2 separate regions of the Mus musculus genome follow, and region 2 is linked to region 1. A link is a contact called in public promoter capture Hi-C data. All regions are on one chromosome and are shown on one strand. The core of a region is the stretch at or near the end of the contact, and the rest is flanking DNA. Distances in the headings are between cores, read along the strand shown. Region 1 overlaps Tkt (transketolase). Region 2 overlaps Stimate (STIM activating enhancer).

Region 1 (5,323 bases), core at 2,059-4,558:
GGCTGAGTGCTAATTTTCAGCTCGATAATTTTCATCCCTGTGAATGGGAGAGGCGTGAGGATGAAGTAACTAGGGAGAATTCTCACCTAGATCCTCCGGTCTTGCTCGGAGTGTCCAGAAGGCACACCCATAGTCCCCAGGTACCCTGTGGGCAAAGAGCTTCCGAGGAAAACTGGAGGGGACTGGCCCATAGCCAGGGACATCCCACTTCCCTGAAGGCCAACGCCACAGAAGAGTGGCCACAGCCAGGTCCCTCTGAGGACAGGCAGCTGCACGAAGCTTGACTGCTCTCCCTACACACTGGAGAGTACCTACTGTTCGCAGGAAGTTCTTTGCGGGGACAGGGGGGGCTTCAAAGTTAGTCTCTGGGAGAGCCCCAATCCTTCCAGTACCCAGCCTCCAGTCCAGGGTCACTGGGATGACAGCTATTGAGCTTTAGGGCTGGCGTAGCCGCACCCAGAAGTGATTCACTCTGAGGTGATGTGTCTCAGAGAATGAGGTGCATGTTTAAGAACATTTTATCTGGCCTAGAACCATAGATGTGAGTTAATTATTCCCTACAGTTGCTTGAAATAATTCCCCGTGAAGGATCATTTTCTGACCTCAACATAATAGAACAAGCCAGTGTAGAGAGAAGGGCTTTAGTTCCCAGAGGCTGTGTTGGCGTAGAGCCAGGCTTGGCTGAGACCTGGGCCCTCAGACAGTACCCAGAGGGTGGGGGGGACTCAGATCGCTTAGGGCACCAAGAGATTATCAGGCCCAGCCAGGCACCCAGCGGTAGCACCCCGATAGAGCTGCGTGGGCTACTGCCGTGGTATCCCTGTAAGGTCTTTTAAAAGTTTTGTTTTTAAGATCATTTATTCATCAATGATAATTTTTTTAAAAAAATTTCTCAGTGTTTTCAAATTCCTAGTATGTTACTCTTTGAAATTCAAGGACAATAAAACATTGTTCCAGGGTTTTCAAAACTACAATACTTTACACACACGTCTAATAGTCTTTGTGACCTATCATTTGCATAGCTAAAATTCTTATTTACAAGGATAAAATACTCTAAGTTTAGTAGCACTTCCAAAAAGACCTGCATCCTAGAGAGCTGTTCAATGAAAAACATAATTTAAAATTCAGATCTCCCAGAAGACAACAGCCCCTCATGGAATGACATGTTGATATTGCCAGTTCAGCACTGAGCAGTCATGAGAGAGAGAGAGAGAGAGAGAGAGGGAGAGAGAGAGAGAGAGAGAGAGAGAGCATGCATATACCTTAGCTCTTCATTTTATTATTTATCTATATTTTGCTAAGTTGCTGTGGCTAACCTTGAATTTCTGATCATCCTGCTTCAGTTTCTTTTCTTAACCCCTTGCCCTAATTTAAATCTAATAATATATTTCTTGCCCTCAAAGTCTTCATAAAAAGGCTTACAAATTTGTAATCCTAATATAAGTTCACATCTTGCTTTTTTTTTTTTTTTTTTTTTTTTTTAAAGATTTATTTATTTATTATATGTAAGTACACTGTAGCTGTCTTCAGATACACCAGAAGAGGGAGTCAGATCTCGTTATGGATGGTTGTGAGCCACCATGTGGTTGCTGGGATTTGAACTCTGGACCTTCGGAAGAGCAGTCGGGTGCTCTAACCCACTGAGCCATCTCACCAGCCCATTTTTTTTTATTTTTTTTGATTTTTCGAGACAGGGTTTCTCTGTATAGCCCTGGCTGTCCTGGAACTCACTTTGTAGACCAGGCTGGCCTCGAACTCAGAGATCCACCTGCCTCTGCCTCCCGAGTGCTGGGATTAAAGGCGTGCGCCACCACGCCCGGCTCTCACATCTTGCTTTTTAACACAGTCTCCCTCCCCTCCCCGGCCCCATTTGCGCATAGCATCCATGGCGAGGTGTGGAAGCCAGAGGTTTACTGGAGAATAATAAGGCATCAGGTGCCATTACCTGCTGAGCCCTAAAACATCTAAACAGTCTTTCATGGGCATTTTCTCAGTGTTTAATGAGCAAAGGAAGTTTTTTGTTTTTTGTTTTTTGTTTTCCTTTGGTTTTTCGAGACAGGGTTTCTCTGTATAGCCCTGGCTGTCCTGGAATTCACTTTGTAGACCAGGCTGCCCTCGAACTCAGAAATCTGGCTGCCTCTGCCTCCCGAGTGCTGGGATTACAGGCGTGCGCCACCATGCCCAGTGAGCCAGGGCTGTTTTAGTGGCTGTATAATGTCCTGTAGACATACTATATTTCGTTTAGCCGTGCCTTCTATGCGAAGTGGTTTCCAGATAGCTCTACTGTGTGAACACTGGCTTTATCTTTATCCGAGCTCATGAATTCATCTTTGCAGCTCCTGACCCTTATTTATTTTTTAGTTTCTCCTCTAATCTAGTAGAGCTTTTATTTCTGCTATCTAAAGAGTAGAGTAGATGGAATTTATCACAATTAACATTAAGCCTGCCTGCTGCCTTTAATCCCTCCATTCAGGCTGCAGAGCAGAGTCAAGGCTACATAGTGAGACTCTGTCTTCACAACAAAAAAAGGAATCACACACATTAGGCAGGCACCTCAACCTGAAACTGTTGTTGGTTTTGGACTGGCCTAAGTTTTTAAGCACATCTTATATCTTTGATTTTTTGGGGGAGGGGGCGCAGGGAAGCTAAGGCCTTGATTATAGTAAGCTAGCAACTCTTCTACTGACTTGTTCCCCAAGCCCCAACATCTTTGAATTTTTTGAACCCTGAGCAAGTCTAGTATTAAGAATTCTGTCATTGGCTGGGTATCTCTAGAGAGCGATACTGATACCTGTATTCAAATGGACAGGACAGGCATCTCCAGCTAGGGTTTCTCTAGACCCCCACATCTATTCAGACTAGCATCTCAGGACCTTAGGGTCCCCCCCTCACGTTAGTCTTCTGACCCTCTGGGGCCAGCCTTGTCCCTAATCTTGACATACAAGACTATGCTGTAACCCCGCTTGGTGCCTGTCTGACTTTCCGGATATGTGTTGAGCATGTGACACAACCATTCATATATCCCCCCCCCCCCAAGAAGCTCTTTGTGGAGGTCAGGATCCCTACATGGCTGCCTCTTTGGCTTCTATCATGGGGAGCTGCTGTGTCAGGCCAGAGCTCCCTTGGGGTTTTGGGGCCCCTGGTAACCTGCAGGGAGAGAAAAGGCAACTTGGGAAAACCAAGTTATAGTCCCTCCTAGCCAGGGTAACCAGTGATCCCATCTAACAAACACCTTACAAGAGAAGCCCCAAGCAGGAAGCATGAAGGGAGTTCTGGCTGCGGAAGTGCTGAGTCATGCTGACAGCTCTGACTGCCTGGCCCTGGGCCTGCAGTCACTTTGAGGGCCTTTCTCAGGAACAGCTAGGGAGTATCTATGTCCTCTGTGAGCCTGGCCAGCCGGAGCCACATGGTTGGACACCAGGCAAGATGTAGGGGTACCCCACCCCCATCCTATCACCCCTCCTGCATGTATTTTAATATAGCAAGGAGATGCCAGTCCAGGATGCAGTAACCTTCAGACAAGTCCTTTGACTGTGGAATGTTTTCTTGGTCTCTGGATTTGGAGAATTCATCTCAAGAATGTCACTGAGTTCAGGGCCCTGCACCAGCTATGGCGCTGCTACCTCACCTCCAGACCCTCACCTCTTCTGGGACTCTCAGAACCAGTCCCCTGGCTCTAGCCCCACCCTTCCATGACAAAACTTGTGTTCTCTGAGTGCCGTGTCCTGATTTCATGCTCGTACCTCGCCGCTATGCTTTGAGAAGACCACACTTGCCTGTATTGAGAGGAAGCCCCACGGGAGAAAGGCCTAGGACAAAGTCCTGGGCTTCAAAGGAGCCTGCCTCTGAGACACCTAGTTCCTATGCCAAGCAATTGTGCCTGTTCTTCCCCTAGGTGGACTGAGCCTGGCTCCCAAGTTCCCCTCCTGCTAGAGGACTTGCCTCTCAAGTCCTTCCGACCATGTCTCCTTAGTTTCCTCTTGTCCCCGTCATCTCTTGTGGGCCAGCCATTAGGATCCTAGTGATACTGATGACCCTTCCAGATCCCTGTTGCCCGCTCTCCATAGGCTGCCTGATAGGTTTTCTGGGAAGGGTGGTATTGAGAGCTTCACACTCCCAGGGGAGAGGGACCAGCCCTACAACCTGCCTTTTGTTCACAGCTACCGAGTCTATTGCATGCTGGGAGACGGGGAGGTCTCCGAGGGCTCCGTCTGGGAGGCCATGGCCTTTGCTGGAATTTACAAGCTGGACAACCTCGTTGCCATTTTTGACATCAACCGCCTGGGCCAGAGCGACCCAGCCCCGCTGCAGCACCAGGTGGACATCTACCAGAAGCGCTGTGAGGCCTTTGGGTACGTACGGATGGCCTGAGAGGGGCTCCTTTAAAGCAAGGGCTCTTTTACATGGTTGTACAGCCTACCACCTAGACACAGTTGTATACAGGCTCCGTAAGTTGACCGTGAGGATGGGACAGGAAACCCATGTGTTTGGGGACCCAAGCCAGCCTGGGGGTTAGGGACAGGCTTCCTCCCCTAGAGACCTGATGTCAGGGCTTTCCTACCTGAGATTTCATTGCAGTGAATTCCAAACCAAGTGCTGCAAAGCAGGGAAGCATGCGCCAGCCTGAAGGCTCCTCACCTCAGCATGGCTCCTCAGCCCCAAAGACGAGATACTCTGGATGGAGCTGGTGGCTCTGAGGGGCCACACTGCCTGAGGGGGATTTAAAGGACAGGGTTTGAGGACTTGGGTGAGCATCATGGCTGCCCTTTGTAATGAATCTTGTTGTGACTGTTGGGGGGTACAGCCATCAAGGTATCTTGACCTTACGAAGGGAAGAGGTGGGGGTTAGGAATATTCTTTCGGTTGTGTAGATAAGGAAATGACTACAACAAGCCTGCAGGGTCTTTTCAAGATCATATGTGGCTGGAAACTTGAGTATAATCCTCTAGGGCCTATGTAAACTTGACCCATGACCTTGGACAAATTATAGTTTCTGTGTGTGTTTCTGAGGATGGGACTGGGGCCTCATGTGTTTGGCAAGTGCTACTACCACTGAGCTACATACATACAATCTTCATTAATATGCCCAAAGGTGATGGCGAGGGCCTAGCTCAATGGTAAAGTTCTTTCCTAGCATGTCCAAGTCCTTGGCTTCGCTCCCCAGCTAGGTGCACAGAGTTGTCCCAGTTCCTTGACATGTGGTGGATAACGTGATTGAGTGTAGAAGAGTTGGCAGCATCTGCGGAGGTCAGGTGTGTCCTCCAAATAAACACTGAGCCAAGCGTTTTGTGAATCTAATAACAAGTGGCTTCCAAACTCAGTG
Region 2 (5,323 bases), core at 803-3,302, 310 kb after region 1:
AGTGGCCCTGTGCTTACCCTGAGTGCGTCTGGACACTCCAGATGCTCCATTTAAAGTCTGAATAGAAACCCTAATTCCATTAACAGCCAGAATTCCCCTTGCCTGGGTCACAGTACATAGCATGGGTTCCAGAGATTGGGATGTGGACATCTTTGCAGGACCATTATTCTGCCTTCTACACTAGGAACTCCATGTAGGCCTCACAGCTCTCAGGGAAATAAAGAAGAAGGGGTTGCTCTCAAGATAGCATGTTGGGTTCCTAGGAGAAGTCATGGGACTTGAAACATAAGCACTGTTGTTTGGTTTGAGGGGTGAACGGTTTTTGAGTCACAGGTGAGATCTGTAGTCTGATGACCAAGTTTCTCTTGCCCTGAAGACAGGATAGTGTTCAGTGGCACAGTATATCATAGGCTTTCCTGCCGGCTCATCCACGTGCTCCCTTCCAGAGGCTTCTCAGCACACACGTGTTCCTTCCTTTTGGCCCCTATTCCCATAACAGCCTGCGAGAATAATTTACCGGAACAAACCATGTCCCTGAGGTTGCCCACTACATACAGTAGAAAACAGGGCACACTGGCATGCTTACTGACCGTATTTGTCCTCTAGACAGAACTTCAGGGAGCATTTGAAAGACTGTCAAGGGAACAGAAATAATCAAACAAACTGTCACATGTCCACTCAGTCCGCCTCCAGTGACCTGTGGCCTGGTACACCGAAAGCGAGGGTATATCAGCTAGACACGGGCACTTTTATCTCTCGTGGGTGGTTTTCAACATTTTTATTTTAGTATAAAACAACAACAGGCCGTGGAAGCTGCACTGTACAAACTGAGAAAGAAGAGGAAACTGATGTCTGTCTTCTCCGTTACTCACAGCCTCCGTTCTAGGCAATGGAGTGAGTGCACACTGAGCAAGTGAATGTCCTCACAACAGTGAACAAATGGTGTCCTTTGTCTGCTCTTTCCCAGATACCCCAGTCCTTCTCAGACACTTCCCAGTGGTACTTCCTAGATGGGGATCACTGTTCTTGCCTGGGAGTTGAGCAAGCAGTTTCCTCTCCTGTTCTCAGTAAGATCAGGTGGTTTACCAAAAGCATTGGGAAACTCCTGCTAGGCCTTGCCAGGAAGAGTGACTTCCAGGTGCTCCGCTGAGGCTTACATGCCCTGCCCTGGAGGTGGAGCAAAGGGTCAGGCCTTAGGTTAGGCACTCAGTGTGCTGCTGCATGCTTGCCGCCCTTCTCCTGCCATTGTCCAGAAGAGGAAGGGGCGTGTTCTGCTGGTGGTCCATTACAGCTGTGGAAAGGCATTCACCTGCCTCCACTGTGTTCGGCCTGCGGCCCCAGACAGGGATGCCGCCTACAGCATGGGTGCCTGGAGATGTCTCTCCGGACCAGGTCCTCTTCTCACGGCCTTCCTGAAATGTCACTTTGTTGCTGTTCTGGTCCGTGGAGTGCAGGTCACCCTGGCTGAGCTTTCAGGACAAGGCCCTGCCACCCTCTCCCACTCTGTGGAGGCCTGGCCTAAGATTCTGCGTGTCATTCGATCATTCTCTAGAGAGGCTGGTCCCACCCTTCAATGAGTCTGTTTCTGACGTACCCTAGAGGCACTGCAGGGTCCAGGTGGTCCCCATTTTGGACTGTTGGAGCCCTCCTGAGCACTTCTTAACCATACCCACTGACAGCCTGTGCTGTAGCCGCTGGCCTCAGGCCGTATCTGCCACATCCTGTCTTAAAGGCTTCGATCTCTTTCTCCTAGCCAAGGTGTTACATGGCCCCCCAAAATGAATTAGGTTGCTCCCAAATTTGTGTTTGGTTAATTCTATGAAAAAGCCCTGGGAACCATTAACTTGTGGTTCTTTTGCGTGAGTTTGTGGACTCTGAGGCTCTCTGGATCAGTCTGATGTACCCAGGGCTAAGAACCGCAGGGAGATTGGGGGATGGGGCGGCCGGAAGGAGGAAATGGACAAAGAAGTTGATTACTGCAGTTATAGGCACAGCGTCGGAGAAAAGGGGGTTAGCAGCAGTCGCTGGAAAAATCAACTGCAGATAAAATAGCACTCTTGCTTAACCCAGCTGCTGCTGCCAGTGGACAGAGCCAGCAGTGAGCGCTAAGTTTAGTTCCCCTTAACTCTATCCTAGAATTTTTTTTTTCCTAAGAAAAACATTCTGGTATGTCCAAATTAGGAATTCTGGCTTTATTCAGAGGGCTGCCTCTTTTAGAAATGAGGTGATTTGTAGAGCTTTAGAGACTCATAAAGTACCTTAGAGCCAGGGTTCTGGGATCCAGCTAGGGGCATGAGGGCTCGTAATGAGCTGCAAAGGGCTTGGGTGGTGGTGTTGTACTACTCAGATCCTGGTGTGTGTGGCTAAGCACCTGCCTGTCCCTGCAGGAGACCCTCTGCAGTGCGGGGCCTGGGTAGGACAGTGCGCCCTCTACATCGTGATCATGATCTTTGAAAAGTCCGTGGTCTTCATCGTCCTCCTCATACTCCAGTGGAAAAAGGTTTGCCTCCATCCCTGCTCCTGCGCTCTGTGCTAAGCCGAGTTAAACGACAGCCCCGTCATCCCCAGCCCTGGCATCCGCCCGGCCTGCTGGTTTCTGTTTTAGCTCCATGCGTGAGTCCTGGGTCTGGTCCGACGTAGCAGCTGATTATAAGAGCGTTAGTTTGTCATTCTTGTCCTTGGTGTTCGTGCACTTGGTGTAAACACACATCTTCTCTAGATGAAACCTGGGGATGTGTAAGCCTAATGGAGATCCAGCCCCCTCTGCTGTGTTGCTTGGTCTGCTCAGTCTGCAGACTTGGTAACTGTGAATGTGTCTCACTGGTAAATGTCCTTCACACTCGTGTCTGCTAGTTCAGCTGAAGCCACAAGCAGTTTCTGAGGTCTTTACTCTCCTACATGCTAATACCTGGGTAAGCCCATGGCCCTCGGGTCCACAGGGGAAGCTGCCCCAGAGCCAGTGGCCCAGAGCAGCTCTGACCCGTCCTTACCAACAGTCAGATCTAGGGTCTGTGCAGCCATGGGTGTGAGGGGCTGTTCCAGTGGCTCTTGGGAAGTGTCTGAGTCTCCTGTGTGCTGCCCCTGTGGTCTCCTCACTGTGTCTGTTTCTCTCTGCAGGTGGCCCTATTGAATCCAATTGAAAACCCCGACCTGAAGCTGGCCATCGTCATGCTGATAGTCCCCTTCTTTGTCAATGTCAGTGCCTTGTTGAGTGTCTTATCCTAGCTTGTACCCTGCCACTAAGGTTTCCTGTTCAACACTCTGAGTGTGACACAAAAGTCACCTTTACAGCCTCAGACAATCCTTTCTATCTGTGTAGCTAGTCCGTCCCCTAACCAGTATTGAACTTGGTAGGAGTCCTTCCTCAGAAATCAGGTATCCATTCTAGGGCCCCTATTTCAGGCAGAGGATCCTAGGAACTATGACTTGCCTTCCCTGATAGGCCACTTTGCTGAGAGATCCCAGCCTGTGGGTGAAGTGTGTGACTTCTAGAACAGGGTCAAAGCGTTCTCCAGGTATTTGCTATTGAGTATAGACCTCAGAGAAGCTCTTGAGCATAGTGGCCTCATGTGGAGAACCAGTGATGTAGAGCGCTAAAGGAATCGGGGGCTCCCTGAAGCAGCAGTGTCGCCACCTGTGAAGGACCCATGAGGCTCAAAACGGGCAGAGACTGGGGTTCTTGGCCCGAAACAGGCTGCCTGGTTTGTTTGTTTGTTGGGTGTTTTGGGTTTTTTTTTTTTTGGTTTTTGGGGTTTTTTTGTTTGTTTTTTGGTTTTGGGTTTGGTTTGGTTTGGTTTGGATTTTGGAGTCAGGGTCTCTCTACACAGCCCTGGCTGTCCTTGAACTCACTAGAGTAGACTATGCTGCCCTCAAACACAAATGAGTCTGTCTCTGCCTCCACAGTGCTGTGATGCAGGGTGTGCGTGCGGCACCATGCCTGCCTCTGGGCTGCCTGTCATTTAACCCAACAATAAACCCATAATTGACCACAGCAAGAATTACCCTGCTGTCCTCTGATCATAAAAGTACAGCAAGTGAAAGAGAGCCGCTGTTTCTCTTGGATGTTCTGGGAGACGTCAGGGCTGAGTGCGGCTTCTCTTTTGTCTGTGGAAGGGGTGGGTATGCAGCCTTCTGCTTGCTTTGTTCTGATTTATCCAGAGCGACCTACACCTTTCTCTTCCCACAGGCTTTCATGTTCTGGGTAGTGGACAATTTCCTCATGAGAAAGGGGAAGACGAAAGCTAAACTAGAAGAAAGAGGAGCCAACCAGGACTCAAGGAATGGGAGCAAGGTTCGCTACCGAAGGGCAGCATCCCATGAGGAGTCTGAGTCTGAGGTATGAGCCTGACTCTCCCCAAGGGCGTGGCCATTATACCTTGGGCTCTGGGGGTCTCTGCTCTTAAGTTTGTACCTGAATTCGCAGTGCCAGTCAGAGGGAAGGAAGAAGCTGAGCTAAAGAATAGCTCAGGTCGCTCAGAGCCTCATTAGCGTGAGCCCAACATCTGCTGTTACATGTGCTGTCTCAAGCCAAAAGGACGTAGTATGTAGATTTGCTATAGACCATTGCTGCGGCAGCGGTGGAGACAGCTAGGTAAGGTGAAATCTGCCTTACTCCAGGGGAGCGTTAAAGTACTTGGAGCCCTGTTCTTCATGAACAAGCAAGGGAAAAACTTATAAAATATAGGACTAGCTAAACCTCGCAGAGGTAACCTCGTCTCCCTCTCCCCGCTGGTGCCTGACATAAGGAAGGTGCATGAGGACAGATAGCACAGGGCTGGGAGTGTGTCCCTTGGGCAGCAGCATCCGTGACCTGGGCCTCAGTGTCTGCGGAAACTCCATAGTGCCAAGTGCTGGGCTGCCAGTGGGAGCTAGAGATGTGGCTGAGATTAGCCAGGCTTGTGGCACATGCACATGGCTTTACTCCTGCACTTGGAAAGTAAAGGCACTTAGATCTCTGTGAGTTCGGAGTCAACCTAGTCTACATAGCAAAGTCCAGGCCAGAAAGGGCTATATAGTGAGACCTTGTCTCCCCCAGCCACCCCCAGAGTGACTGAGATGGCTGCCACCCTGAGACTTGAGGATGAGGAAAAGCAAACGCACAGTTGGTTTACCACCATGTGTGCAGTACGTCTGACTGAGCATGCGCACCAGCCCTGGGGAACCCTGGGCAGGCTGGAGGAGTTTTAAATGATGAATAGATTAGAAAGCAAGCCCCAATTTTCTCCAAGTTTGTATCTGGTTATAGGGCTGTATTACATCCTAATAATTGGCCAACATTTGGCAAATGACAAAAAGCCATAAAGCAGAAACTACGCTTATAGGC

What was found. Capture Hi-C pulls out chosen DNA fragments and counts their contacts.
Region 2: a contact with region 1 is called in a promoter capture Hi-C map of liver. The contact joins two enhancer-like sites. A contact is called at or near these places in 11 of 39 promoter capture datasets (the 3T3-L1 cell line, 3T3-L1-derived adipocytes, the C10 cell line and 5 more), 1 of 15 datasets of contacts at CTCF or cohesin (large pre-B cells), 5 of 484 Hi-C or Micro-C datasets (B cells, the HPC-7 cell line, embryonic fibroblasts and 1 more), 2 of 115 datasets of contacts at active chromatin or transcription factors (embryonic stem cells and extraembryonic endoderm stem cells) and 3 of 9 other capture datasets (adipose tissue, liver and pancreatic islet).

What each region holds. Positions count from the first base shown.
Region 1 is chr14:30,561,328-30,566,650 of GRCm38.p6, forward strand. It overlaps Tkt (transketolase), which reads left to right. Exons shown (of 14, transcript NM_009388.6): 5 at 4,161-4,352. Among named protein-coding and RNA genes, the nearest start is that of Mir3076, 8.2 kb to the right of the region's middle. Within about 2 kb of position 3,309, at least 130 of the 459 cell types and tissues checked have an H3K27ac peak or open chromatin away from gene starts, as enhancers often do. A contact at or near this core is called in adipose tissue, embryonic stem cells and liver, where this site is marked.
Region 2 is chr14:30,868,364-30,873,686 of GRCm38.p6, forward strand. It overlaps Stimate (STIM activating enhancer), which reads left to right. Exons shown (of 8, transcript NM_028839.4): 5 at 2,388-2,500; 6 at 3,118-3,195; 7 at 4,187-4,336. Among named protein-coding and RNA genes, the nearest start is that of Mustn1, 8.2 kb to the right of the region's middle. Within about 2 kb of position 2,053, at least 67 of the 459 cell types and tissues checked have an H3K27ac peak or open chromatin away from gene starts, as enhancers often do. A contact at or near this core is called in adipose tissue, embryonic stem cells and liver, where this site is marked.